4 separate regions of the Mus musculus genome follow, and regions 1, 2 and 4 are each linked to region 3. The links are chromatin contacts, called in public HiChIP or PLAC-seq and Micro-C maps. All regions are on one chromosome and are shown on one strand. The core of a region is the stretch at or near the end of the contact, and the rest is flanking DNA. Distances in the headings are between cores, read along the strand shown. Region 1 has its middle 7.8 kb from the start of Gm31111. Region 2 holds the start of Irf2 (interferon regulatory factor 2). Region 3 holds the start of Helt (helt bHLH transcription factor). Region 4 overlaps Cenpu (centromere protein U).

Region 1 (2,841 bases), core at 164-2,663, 390 kb after region 3:
AAACATTTATAACATTTGACCAAATATCTGGGTCCTGTGAGTCTAGCAAAACTGATACATGAAAAGAACCATGGCATCAACAGGAGACAGAATGATACAAATTGTACATAAACAACTACAGGAACGAAAAGAGGAGGAAGTATCTTCTAACTTATTTTATGGGAATAACATTACCCCGTGTTCAACCTAGGGATGAAAGACCTGTTTGAACTCTGAAAAACCAAGCAATATAACTAAGTGTGTCAATCAACATCAACACTACCAACCACAAAAACAACCCCAAAAGCACACCACCATTTCAAGTAAAAGAATTTGACCAAGCTTAGACGGTAACTTTCAGAACTTTCAGAAACCTAAAAATAGACCAAAAAACAAAAAAACAACAAAAAAACCCCTAGGATATCTGTAAAAGAGATACAATAACAACAGAGAAACAATAACAACAAATCCATAGTCAATACCCAGTCCTCTGGGAAAGACTGAACGGCTCTCTCTTTATATCCGAGGAAGAAGCCAGTAGTGACTGCCCTCATTTCTGTCCCAACTATTGCAACAAGGCAATAAAGTATATAAAACACACATGCTGGAAAAAATAAAAAAGACTATATTTGAAGATGACGAGGTTGTCCATATTAAGAAAAAAATCCTAAAGGATCTATAAAAAATACACAAGAAATAAAGAACAAGTTAAGCAAACTCATAGAGTACAAACATAATATTAACAAATCCTTAATAGTTCAAGTGCTATCAACAATTAGAATTCACGTTGTAAAGAATTTTTTTTCCTGAGTTGTTCCATTAGAAAAAAAGGAGGGAAGAAGAAGAAGGAGGAGGAGGAGGAGGAGGAGGAGGAGGAGGAGGAGGAGGAGGAGGAGGAGGAGGAGGAGAGAAGAAGAAGAAGAAGGAGGAGGAGGAGGAGGAGAAGAAGAAGAAGAAGGAGAAGAAGGAGAGAGAGAGAGAGAGAGAGAGAGAGAATGAATTTAAATTATGTTCAAATAACATGGTAGAAAATATCCGGTGTATAAAATATGTATTCTACATGCTTTGCTTTACATTTGACATAGTCTACCTAAAAGGGATTCTTTATCCTTCCAAATAATGAAATGCATGAAACAGAAATGTAATCTCTTGATCCAAAACTTAATCTTAACATTCTGCTGTTTAAGCTTCCAGATGGTACCTTTTTTAATCTTGATTTTGGCGCGCGCGCGCGCGCGCACACACACACACACACACACACACACACACACACACACACACACACACACACACATTTTCAATAGCAGTCTTATATTTCAAAGAGAGTGGGACTGATGTGGGACTTCTCTCCTTGGAAGGCTTGCCTCCCTGGATTTAACAACCTGTTTGTTGATAGCACAGATGTGGTTTCTCCTCACTGTCCACTTGGGGGCTATCTCAATCTATTTCAGATCCACTAGATAGGGACTGTCTTCCTAAACCGAGTCTTCCTGTCTAGCAGGAACTCATAGATTGTCCCTGTGATATGAAACGAGGCCGTTAGGCCCCAGTACCTGACTTTTTTTTGATACCTTTTAAAGTACATCATTAATGAAAACTAAACTCGCACAGGGTTCTGCACGCCTACCTTGCATTACCACTGCGTCTGCGCGCCACAAGTGTGGACTACATCTCCCAGGATGCATCGTGTCCCCGCCCGCGCAGCCTTACTTCCTGCGAAGGACTTCCGGAGTGTTAGTAACCTTGCTGACTACTGGATTTAGGGTCTTTTTGGGAGGTCACTGGGACTAGCTTGTATTTTTCTGGGAGGAGAGGGGGACAGCAAGCCATAACAGGGCGGCATCTGTCCCGTTTTCTGGTGTGCACAGACCTTGCTTTCTGGGAGAGGCGTTGGCTCCGCCTTCAGGCAGTCCTCTTACAGGTGGTTGGCTGTTGTTCTTGTCATTCAGCCGAGTCCTTGGACTTGTCAGAGATCATCAGTGAGACAGGCCAGCAATCCTGAGTTATAGTGGTTTAGTGACCATTTCTTTTCTTTTCTTTCACCCACCCCCTTTAAACCACGGACATTTTAGTGAAAAATAAAAATACTATAGATAAGTTGTCAGATAATTTATTCTGCAAACGTATGCGTGCTTTCTTTACCAGGTGTTTTTAAGGATTTTGTTAGTGTTGGCCTGGAATCCTTTTTTTCTAATCTTTTAAAACCTATTACTACTAATGTGTCTTGAAGATACTACTTAGGGAAAACTGAAAGTGTGTGTGTGTGTGTGTGTGCGCGCGCGCGCGCGTGTGGTGTAATTTCTAAGGAACTACAATTCCCATCCAGTTCAGATTGAAATGGGCTAAAGGGTGAGTGCGGTGGGCTCAGTGGTAGAGTACTTGCCTAGCATACTTTAAAAAATTCAAAAAAGGTGACTCAAAGTGGGCATACATTTCTTTATAAAAAGACACTGTTGAGGAAATGGGTGGGTCGGGGGCTTAAGATGCATGTCCTAGTTTGTTGATTCTGGAGTCTCTGTGAGTCACTATGCTTCCTCTCCGTACTTGATAGTTTTGTGAAAGCAACTCAAAAGGACACGCTCCTTCTCCATAAACACCCTAAAATTGAGATGCTAATAATGATATGATGATGGTTAAAACAAAAATAATGTGGACTGTGTAATAAGAGGTCAGATTAACTAGAAATGCTAGTTAAGATATAAATGTTGGAGAGATGACTCAGTGGTTAAGAGCACCTGTTGCTCTTGTAGAGGACTGATTGAGGTCCAACTTGTAGCTCCAGCTACAGGAGATCATTATCCTCTGCTGGTCCCTCTGGCCACTGTACTCACTGGCAGAAACCCACACATGATAAAAACATTA
Region 2 (3,029 bases), core at 28-2,527, 450 kb after region 3:
TCCTTCTACAAGGGCATGCATACTTTCCTTTATCCCTGTCTGTGGAATCCACTAATTCTATGGCAAAGAGGAGGTAGAATTATTTTTCAGATGTTTACACATAGATAGTGACAGTCTCCTAGGGTGGGATGCTTTCCCCAGTGGTTAGAGAAGGCAGGTGGTGGGCTGAGGAAACTGTAAGCCAGGCAAGAAGCAGGTGTAACTAAATGTAAGGGAATACTTTTAAAGTTAAGTGACCAAACAGCAAGAGGTTCCAAGCGAGCTGGCCTAGTAGAGCCCATAGGCCGCTGCACCTGTCATAGGTACTGGGCCCTCTTCTTGCATTCAGTATTGTCTCCACGGAACAGCACAGAGGACAGCAGCCAAGGATGTTCAACCAATAAGGACAGCCAAATTTAGGAGTTAACAGGCAGCGTTCCCTCCAGGTTCAGTCCCAATCAAGACAGTTTAAGTTCATGTAACTCAAACCCTTGCATTTTGCAGGAACTGGACCGGTTATGGCAAAGACATGAAGTAACTTTGGAGAGTGACTTTCTAGGGGAAGGCCTTCCTAACCATCCTAGCTTCCACACTGAGTGCCAGGCTGGCCCTTCAACCCCCCTCAAACCCCCCCCCCCCCCCCGTTCCCCAGTAGGAGATCCAATAAAGTAGGGGCACAAGTAATGCCGTCTTTTCAGCTGACTTCGTTCCTTACATTCCTTTGCAGCGGGCGACTTTCCAAGATGAGTTTGTATATGCAGCCTGTGCACAGCGGTTCTGAGCACTTAAGCCACAGGTCGGGAAGGGTCCCCAGGCTTCCGGGGCTCTCTCTGGTCCATCTCCACCCTTCAGGTAGGATGTAGAGTCAGGTCATCTCCTTCCTTCCCTACGGCCACCACCAGCTGGTGGCCAGCTCCCAAGCCAGCGCCCCGTCCACCACTTCTGGTGCCCCACAGTCCCAGCGTGGCCCCGGTGAAAAGCGCGCGCCCTTCGGCGCGATCCCCACGCTCACACGCGCTGCCGCTTGTTGCTCCCCGCAGCCGCGACGTGGGGAAGTGAAAATGAAATTGACTTTTCCGAGAAATGATGAAAGCCGTGCCGGCCGCCAATGAACAGCGGCGGCGAACTTCCGCACCTCCAGGCTGGCGGCTGGAGCCCTCCCTCTGCCTCCACCTCCGGGTTGCACAAGCTTGAAACAAACACTGGGGAGGAAGGGCGGGGAGGGAGGAGGGCGGAGGGGGAGCGAGGGAGGGAGCGGGGCCGGGAGAGGGCGGGGGTGGGGGGGATTTCCAGCCTCGGCTCCTCGCAGTTTCCTCTCCTTGTTTTGCTTTCGATCTGGACTGTTCTCAGGCAAGCCGGGGACTAACTTTTAGTTTTGCTCCTGCGATTATTCAACTGACGGGCTTTCATTTCCATTTTACACACCCTAACAACACTCACACCTTGCGGGATTGTATTGGTAGCGTGGAAAAAAAAAAGCACATTGAGAGGTAACATTTTTTTTTTTCAAATAATAGTTGTGGCTGTGCGTGTGTTTTCTCTCGAGGGCATGTTGACGGGGACAGGAGGAGCTATGTATGTATGTGCGTCCTGATGCTTTGACACGATGTTTTGCAGACGGAAAAATGCCGGGGTTCATAAATATTAATACCGATTTTTGGAGGAAGAGTCGGCGCAGTTATGGATCATCTGATTTTAGGGGAAGCAGGGGTCTGCTGCTGTTGCCGCTGGTACTGGGGCTGCTGAGGCTGCAAAGAGGAGGAGGTAGAGAGGGAGGAGGAGGAGGTTAGTGAAGGTTTAATTTCACTTTTGGATTTGCAGATGAGAAGAGGTGGCTCCATGGACACAGATCTGCTCTGTGTGATTCTGCGCTCCAGGTGTCGTGTGTTGTGGGTACAGGTCCGTTGGAGTCCGGCCTCATTTAAAATAAAATTGGTGTGTGTGTGTGTGTGTGTGTGTTGTATGTGTATGAGTGTTTACAGACACTGTCGCCACCAGGTCCGAGGAAGGGAACCGGGTTCTTCTCGGTGCCCAGCGGCCCTTCTTTCCCGGCGGTCTCTGGTGTAAATAGACTGGCACCCGCGGTCCCTAGATGCCCGTGCCCGGGCAGTGACCACTGTAAACTTGAAGGCTGCCCTAAGGCGGTCCCAGGATGCGCTCGCCCGCGGGGCTTGGGGTCGGGTGACCGGCGTCTGGTGCCAGTGGACACTCGGGCCGGGCGGGCTCCGCGCGCGGCTGGGCGCGGGCCTGGCCGGCGCGCCCGGCTTCCTGGGGACTGGGCCGCCGCCACACGCCAGGAACGTCGCGTCCTCCTCCCCGCCGGCCAGCGTCTGGCCTGGCCTCCGGGCTTTGTCACTGCACTTGTCCCAGCGCGTGAGGCGCCTCGGAGGCGCGTCCCCGGAGGGCTCCGCGCTCAGGGGTCACCCACCCCGGCGCGGCCTAGCTGCGAGTGCCTCCGGGTCCCCGCGGGCGCCCCCGGGGCCGGCCTGGCGCGCTGGGCCCCGACCCGCCTTGGCTACGGAACGGGCGAGGTGTGGGGGCGGGGAACCTCCGGGGACCGAGCGGCGCCCGGCGGGCTAGCATGGGGTTGGGGGTGAGGCTGACGAACGCTTGGGGTCTCCGGGACGTGGTGGGAATGAGTGCCCGCCCTGTGCCCTCCGACCCGCTCCGGGCGCCGGGTGACATTCGCCCGCCGGCCGAACATGGTTGGTGCAGAGCGGCAGCCACCACTTCCTCTCCGCCCCGCCGGCCCGGCTCTCTGGGCGAGCGATGCGGGCCGCGGCCAATCGCGGTGCCCAGCTAGTCCCTGTCGCTCGGCCTTGGGGGCCGGCTCCCCTGAGCGGCCCGGGAAGCCTTCGCGAGAGCTCAGGGCCCCGGCTCCCCGGACGCTGTCCGCTGGGCCCCGGCTCTCGGACCGTTTGCCACCCTCAGTCCCTCGCCCCTTAGGAGCAGGGAAGGGAAGGAGGCTAGTAGCCTCCGCCGCGAGCCAGGACTGTGCTCGGGCCCCAGGTGAGACGCCCGGATCAGTCGGTGGAGGCGAGATCCTTGGT
Region 3 (2,768 bases), core at 238-2,737:
GGGAAAATCCGCGGAATGCAGAGCTCTGAGGTACTGCACTGTCATCTCCAGGATCTCCGCCTTCTCCAGTTTCCCGGAACTCTGCAAAAACCCCACAGGAGCTTAGAGGCGGCCCATCCACAGCAGACCCACGCACATGCTCTCTGTCTTCTGTAGGGGAGCAGCCAGGAAGATGCTGGCGTCAGAGAGGCTACTGCCGCCCAGAGTGGGGCGAGTTCTCTTAGGCCAGCAGCGTCTGTAGAGACTTTGGGGACTCTGCAGAGAGTGACAGTGGGGGAGTACCCAGCACCACAAACGTTACCTGTTTCGCCAGGGCCATAGGGACTGTCTTGCCCAGCTCGTTCAAGCAGCGGTTAATTCGGTCCCTCCTTCTCTTTTCTATCACTTTATGAGAAACCGGGGTTCTCTGTAAACAGAAAGTTTTGCATTTAAGATGGCTTCGCCCAAGGAGTCATCCAAGGCAAAGCTTCTGTGTTACAAGGGTCACTAATTCGCCAACCCGAAGAGACCCCTGCCCCGCCACACTAGACCAAGAGAGCTCTGTGTCCCCGGACTCAGAGCTCTGTGTCCGTGCTGGCTGGCTCTCTTGCCGTTCAACTTCCCTACACATCCCTGCCAAGGCCAAGCTAAGTGCCAAGGCTCTGGGACGTGGCCACCCGCCTCCCAGAGTGAGCTGTCTCCAATCAAGGACTCTCCTTCCAGTCTCTGTTCCCTTTCCAAACCACTCTGGATTTCTCCACACTTAAAGTTCTGGGTGGCACATCTTAGTCATCTATCCAGCCAGATGTCAGGTTAGTTGGTGAGTCACACTCTTCCACCACCAGAGCGCAAGGAACTCACTTTGCGTTCCTTGAGCCTGTCAGACATTCTGGTGTGCGTGCGCGCCCTCGGCAGAGGCGGTGGCGCGAGGCACTCGTCCACGTTCCACCTCGTGTGCCTCTTCAAGTGTTCCAGGTAGACTGCAGCCTCCCAGGTCCGAGGGGGCTCCCTTTATAAAGCAGCCATCTAGGACTGCAAGTGCATTCTCACGCGCTGAATTATTCCATAGGATTAGGAGTTCTGCGTTTGGAGCATGTATGCATTCAAGGTCAGTTTTAAAGAAGTTGACAAAAAAATTTTTAGCAGCCGAGGGGGGCGAGGTGGGGGCAGATCAGCTTTGTTAATCCACGTGGCTCTTCAAAGGACACGTGATTCGTCCAGGAATAACATTTGCATGGCAACAGGCACCTCAGGAAGAGGGGGCGAGAAACTGGAGCCGGCGGACCAGCGAGCGCCTGCACTCTTAGCCGGCGCAGAGCGCAGGGGCGCAGTGGCTGCGGGCACCGGGGGGCGAGGACCTTCACAAAACAGCGTCGCTTCCTTTAGTCCCACCGCTGAGTCTCACACGATCGCCTGTTTACAAATCCCAGCAAGCCCGCGGTCCCAGCGCCGAGTGCGTTTTAAAGCCTGTCCAGAGTCATTAAAGTAATTAAGTAAGCCTTTAATAGGCTGTTCCGCCGGGTTCAAGGGAGAGCTTCTGGAGACGGAGGCGCCCCGTTTGTTCCCAGGCTTTTCTCACACGACTTGGTGACACGTCCGTCTCCCCCCTTTTTGTTTACACCGCTTTATTTGTCCGGACATCCCGGCAGGTGTGGGGCTGCGGCTGGCACACGAGGCTCCCGCCTCGCTTCGCCCCTCCCGCGGGCCTTTGGCACGCGACTCTCTCCTCCCCCCGCCCCAGTCTCTGACCAAATCCTCTGCTTTCTTTTCTCCCCCCTCCGGCTCTCTCTTCGCGGGGGGAAGAGGCTCAATTTGTAGCCTATTATCCTATAGGAAAATGTCCATTGAAAAGTATGAATAGTTTCATTGGGCTAAATTTTAATAATGCCAAGAGTGGGGTGGAGGACAGACAGGCGGGTGTGTGTGTGTGTGTGTGTGTGTGTGTGTGTGTGTGTGTGTGTGTGTGTGTGTGAGGGGGGTGGGAGGATTGGGGCAACACAGAGGAGAGTGGGCCGAGAAGAAAAGGGAGAATGCAGCTGGCCCAGGCGAGCATTATGCGCCGTCACCTGCATGAGGGGGCGCCTACAGACCCCTATTCATTTGCCTAATTTTGGTCAATTTAACAAACTTCAGGAGAAATTATTGTGGCTTTGTCAGGGAGGGTGAAGCCTTCTGATCGAATTAACAGCATGTTTTGATCCGGTAAATGTCATTAGAAAGGGAGAAACAATCGCGCTTAGAGGGCTCTGGGTAATGCGCCCAAGTGGAGACGCCAAAGCGCACAGCTCACAAAGGGAGCAAGTAGCTGCCACAGGGAACTTTTGTACCCGCCCATCGCCCAAGTTTTGACACAAAAAGGCATTATTTCATACTTGAATACGTTTAATCCAACGATTGTCTATTTTTTGCAAACATATTTTCACAGCATTGTTAACTTTTTATGTCCCCCTCTCGCGGGCGCCTTTTCTTAACGTTTGGGGGCGGGAGAGCGCAGACACTTTGGGCATCAATATTTGTCACTGAAAAGGGTCCCGTGAAGTTAGGGAATTTGATCTCTTTTTTATGGTTTTAGAAAGCGAAATATGGGGGGGGGGGAGGGAAGAGACGGACAGAAACTCAGAAGGAAACTTACTGGACAGGCCCAGAGGGAAGGAGGGGGTGGCAGTTCCTGGGAACTCTCTCTCTTTGCTCGCTGTGTCTTTGCCTTGAGCCTGCTGTACAGCCCCAGACCTCTACCAACCAACCTCTCATTGCTGCCTCTGGGCATGTGGGGGGTGGTGGAGGGGGCG
Region 4 (2,873 bases), core at 318-2,817, 280 kb after region 3:
CATTGCAGCCCACCTTGTGTGCACGAGTGCGTGGATGTGGATATAGGCTTGCTCTGTAGTTTTCCTGTTCCCCTCATGATCAGTGTGGCTGATCTCTGTACATTTCTCTCTTTTTTAAAAAATCAATTTACAGGCAAAGAGTAGAATCTGAAAGTTGTAATCAAGCCATCAACAAGTTTTATTTTAAAATGAAAGGAGAACTCATCAGAATGGTAAGTTTCTTGTATTTGTTTGAGACAGGGTCTTTGTATGTATCCCTAGCTGTCCTGGAACTCACTATGTAGACCTGGCTGGTCTCAAACTCACAGAGATCTGCCTGCCTCTACCCTCCAAGTGCTGAAATGAAAGGCAGATACCAATACACCTGGCTACTCTAAAATGTTTTAAACTAAAGTTTGGACATGATCCTGTGGTTGTAGAACAGCTTGCACTTGCTGGCTCTGTGACGAGAAACACGTGAGAACTCCTCTTACTTCCTTCTGTGCATGTGTGGATGTGGAAGCCAGAGGCCCACTCTGAGTAACTTCACCAATCACCCTAAAACTTACTGTTTGAGACAGGTCTCACTGAACTTGAAGATCATTGGCTTCTCCAGGCTGGCCAGCCAGTGAGCTCAGCTGGACCACAAGGACCCACTCATCCCCACCAGCCCCTCATAAAATCCAAATGTGCCAGTGCCAGGATCCAAGCTTGGGTCCTCTTGCTTTTGTGACAGGCGGTTTACCAACTGGTGTCTCCCAAAGGCCTTCTCATGTGGATCTTTATACAGTTCATCTTGGAAAATGAGATATACTTTATTTTGTTGTCGTTGTAGCTTAAAGAAGCCCAGATGTTAAAAGCCCTGAAAATGAAGAACACCAAGGTAATCGCCAAATCTCTTAGTGAGTCATGGGCTATGAACCAGGGGAGTAAGGAAACACTTGCTGGTAGTTTTGTGACCTGCAGTTTTATAAGGGCTTTTGTGGGCTTGGTCAGGTTTTTAATTGCTTTTGTAATGTTAATGGACACTGAGGAATGGGGATCTCTGTTAGCCTTTTGTCAGTCCAAGTTACCCCCCCCCCCAGCCCCAGACAGCTCATAGACAGAAAAGATTACCCCTGGGTCTGTAGTGAATGAAACTGCTAAACAAGTCAAACTGGGAGGCAAGAGGAGGGTCCATGGACCCAAAGTCTTAGCTGAAGTGCTGAAACTTCTCCCATGTTAACCTAAGTACGTTATTATATTGCTCAGATAATTGCCAACATGGAAAAGAAAAGGCAGCGTTTAATTGAAGTCCAGGATGAACTGATTCGGTAAGGTAATATCTGCTCTATCTGAGAAGTCATCTAAAGGGGCAGTAGCGTTCGTCACTTAGGGGAGTGCTGTAAGGACCGTCAACTCTGCTCTGACTCTCAGCATCTGGTCTGGTCTCAGGCAGTCTGATTACAGCTTTAGCTACATAGACTATAGGATTAGACTGTCTGGAGCTTGAATCAGGCTCTACCATTGACTGCAGACTTGAGTGAGGCACTGACTGTTCAGGGCCTCAGCCCCTTCCTGTGTATATGGGCGTAACTGTACCTGTTCCTTAGAGGGTGTCCTGTGAGTCACTGAGTAAACCTAGGCACAGTTGTCTGCTGGTCTCAGGCAGAGAGGTCTGTTTATGTTGCTTGCTTGCTTATTTTACTTTTTGATAGATGGTTTTACTATGTAAGTCAGTCTGGTCACTGGCTCTTCAGTGACTGTTGAAATACACACTCTGCAGAGACACATCAGTCCTTATTCTGAGGTCTAGGGTTGGGGGCAGTCCCCATGCCCTGGGGTTAGTGCACACTGTGGTAGTCTGTCTGTACATTTTGGGCTTCTGAGGTATGGAGTGCGAGCCAGAGGCGTTCGTGTAGTAGAGTTTGCCACGCTCTCTACTCTAAAGATGCTTTAAAAGTGCTTGGACAGGCTGGGGATGTGGCTCAGTGGTAGAGCACCTGCCTGGCATGAACAGCAGTGCGTTAATTCCTAGGACCACATGGGTGTGGTCGCACAAGGCTTGAGCAGATCCTCCGATCTGTCAGTAAACACTTGAAATTACTAGGTTGTGTTTTGTTTTTTTGAGACAGGATTTCTCTGTATAGCTCTAGCTGATCTGGAACTTAATTTGTAGACCAGGCTGGTCTCGAATTCTTGTAGATTCACCAACCTGTGCTTCCCGAGTCCTGGGACTAAAGGTGGGCACTACCTTGCTGGGCTAAGTACTAGGTTTTAAGTGACTGCCACAGGATTTTGAGAGAGACAAATTAGTTGCCTATTCTGTTATTTACAGATTTGGCCAAAACAGGAAAAGTGGGGTAATATAGTAATATTGACAGTAACAGTTCACAGCTTCCTTTATGGGAGGGTACTTTTCCTAAATACGTCATTCAGTTGGCCCGTGCTTAGTCAATATGATTCCATGAGGTAGGTCACTGTATGGCTCTATAATTAAACTATAATAAGGCTGTTCTATTCAGCTCGTCATCAGTGTGAGACCACTGAGACGTGTTGAGACTGGACTTTTTAGTTCCTTTTCTAGGTGAAATTGTAGTCAGACAAATATTTTGAAAATGCATAGTAAGATAAAGTGTGTGATGGTTTAAACTTTGCATAGGAGGTGCCTGAGGCACTGGGGCGTCTCTTAGTTACAGCCCGTCCCATCCCTAGGGAAGGCAGGGAATGCAATCCTGGCCGTGGCCGTCAGTTTGCTGAGAAATCTTCAGTTGTTTGGTGTGAAGAGCTCTTTCTAAAAATTGAAAATAAAATGTTTTCATAGTTTATTCTGATCATGGTTTCCCCACTTTTGTCTCCTCCCAGATCCCCCGCACTTCACCTCTCCAACTCCATGCTTTCTTTCTCCTTAGGAG

Evidence for each region. Hi-C and Micro-C count contacts between places; a contact is called where the count stands out from the background. HiChIP or PLAC-seq counts read pairs in DNA pulled down with a chosen protein or histone mark.
Region 1: a contact with region 3 is called in an H3K27ac HiChIP or PLAC-seq map of embryonic stem cells, with 2.7 times the contacts expected there. The contact joins the enhancer-like site here to the promoter of Helt in region 3. A contact is called at or near these places in 3 of 484 Hi-C or Micro-C datasets (the Ba/F3 cell line, embryonic stem cells and palatal mesenchyme) and 1 of 115 datasets of contacts at active chromatin or transcription factors (embryonic stem cells).
Region 2: a Micro-C map of embryonic stem cells shows a contact between it and region 3, with 6 times the contacts expected there. The contact joins the promoter of Irf2 here to the promoter of Helt in region 3. A contact is called at or near these places in 6 of 39 promoter capture datasets (the C10 cell line, embryonic stem cells, neural stem cells and 1 more), 26 of 484 Hi-C or Micro-C datasets (differentiating embryonic stem cells, embryonic stem cells and stem cell-derived epiblast-like cells), 7 of 115 datasets of contacts at active chromatin or transcription factors (all in embryonic stem cells) and 1 of 9 other capture datasets (embryonic stem cells).
Region 4: an H3K4me3 HiChIP or PLAC-seq map of embryonic stem cells shows a contact between it and region 3, with 29 read pairs. The contact joins the enhancer-like site here to the promoter of Helt in region 3. A contact is called at or near these places in 4 of 39 promoter capture datasets (the C10 cell line, hippocampal neurons, liver and 1 more), 1 of 15 datasets of contacts at CTCF or cohesin (the NIH/3T3 cell line), 2 of 484 Hi-C or Micro-C datasets (embryonic fibroblasts and embryonic stem cells), 4 of 115 datasets of contacts at active chromatin or transcription factors (all in embryonic stem cells) and 3 of 9 other capture datasets (adipose tissue, liver and pancreatic islet).

The regions. Positions count from the first base shown.
Region 1 is chr8:46,685,333-46,688,173 of GRCm38.p6, forward strand. No RefSeq gene overlaps it. Among named protein-coding and RNA genes, the nearest start is that of Gm31111, 7.8 kb to the left of the region's middle. Within about 2 kb of position 1,414, at least 439 of the 459 cell types and tissues checked have an H3K27ac peak or open chromatin away from gene starts, as enhancers often do. A contact at or near this core is called in the Ba/F3 cell line, embryonic stem cells and palatal mesenchyme, where this site is marked.
Region 2 is chr8:46,738,468-46,741,496 of GRCm38.p6, forward strand. Irf2 (interferon regulatory factor 2) reads left to right here and starts at 1,278. Exons shown (of 9, transcript NM_008391.4): 1 at 1,278-1,469. Gm16675 (predicted gene, 16675) reads right to left here and starts at 1,048. Exons shown (of 3, transcript NR_045750.1): 1 at 695-1,048.
Region 3 is chr8:46,293,184-46,295,951 of GRCm38.p6, forward strand. Helt (helt bHLH transcription factor) reads right to left here and starts at 1,488. Exons shown (of 4, transcript NM_173789.4): 1 at 841-1,488; 2 at 302-406; 3 at 1-81. The coding sequence starts at 867.
Region 4 is chr8:46,572,619-46,575,491 of GRCm38.p6, forward strand. Cenpu (centromere protein U) reads left to right here. Exons shown (of 13, transcript NM_027973.4): 9 at 134-212; 10 at 815-862; 11 at 1,231-1,292. Among named protein-coding and RNA genes, the nearest start is that of Cenpu, 22 kb to the left of the region's middle. Within about 2 kb of position 1,568, at least 26 of the 459 cell types and tissues checked have an H3K27ac peak or open chromatin away from gene starts, as enhancers often do. A contact at or near this core is called in embryonic stem cells, where this site is marked.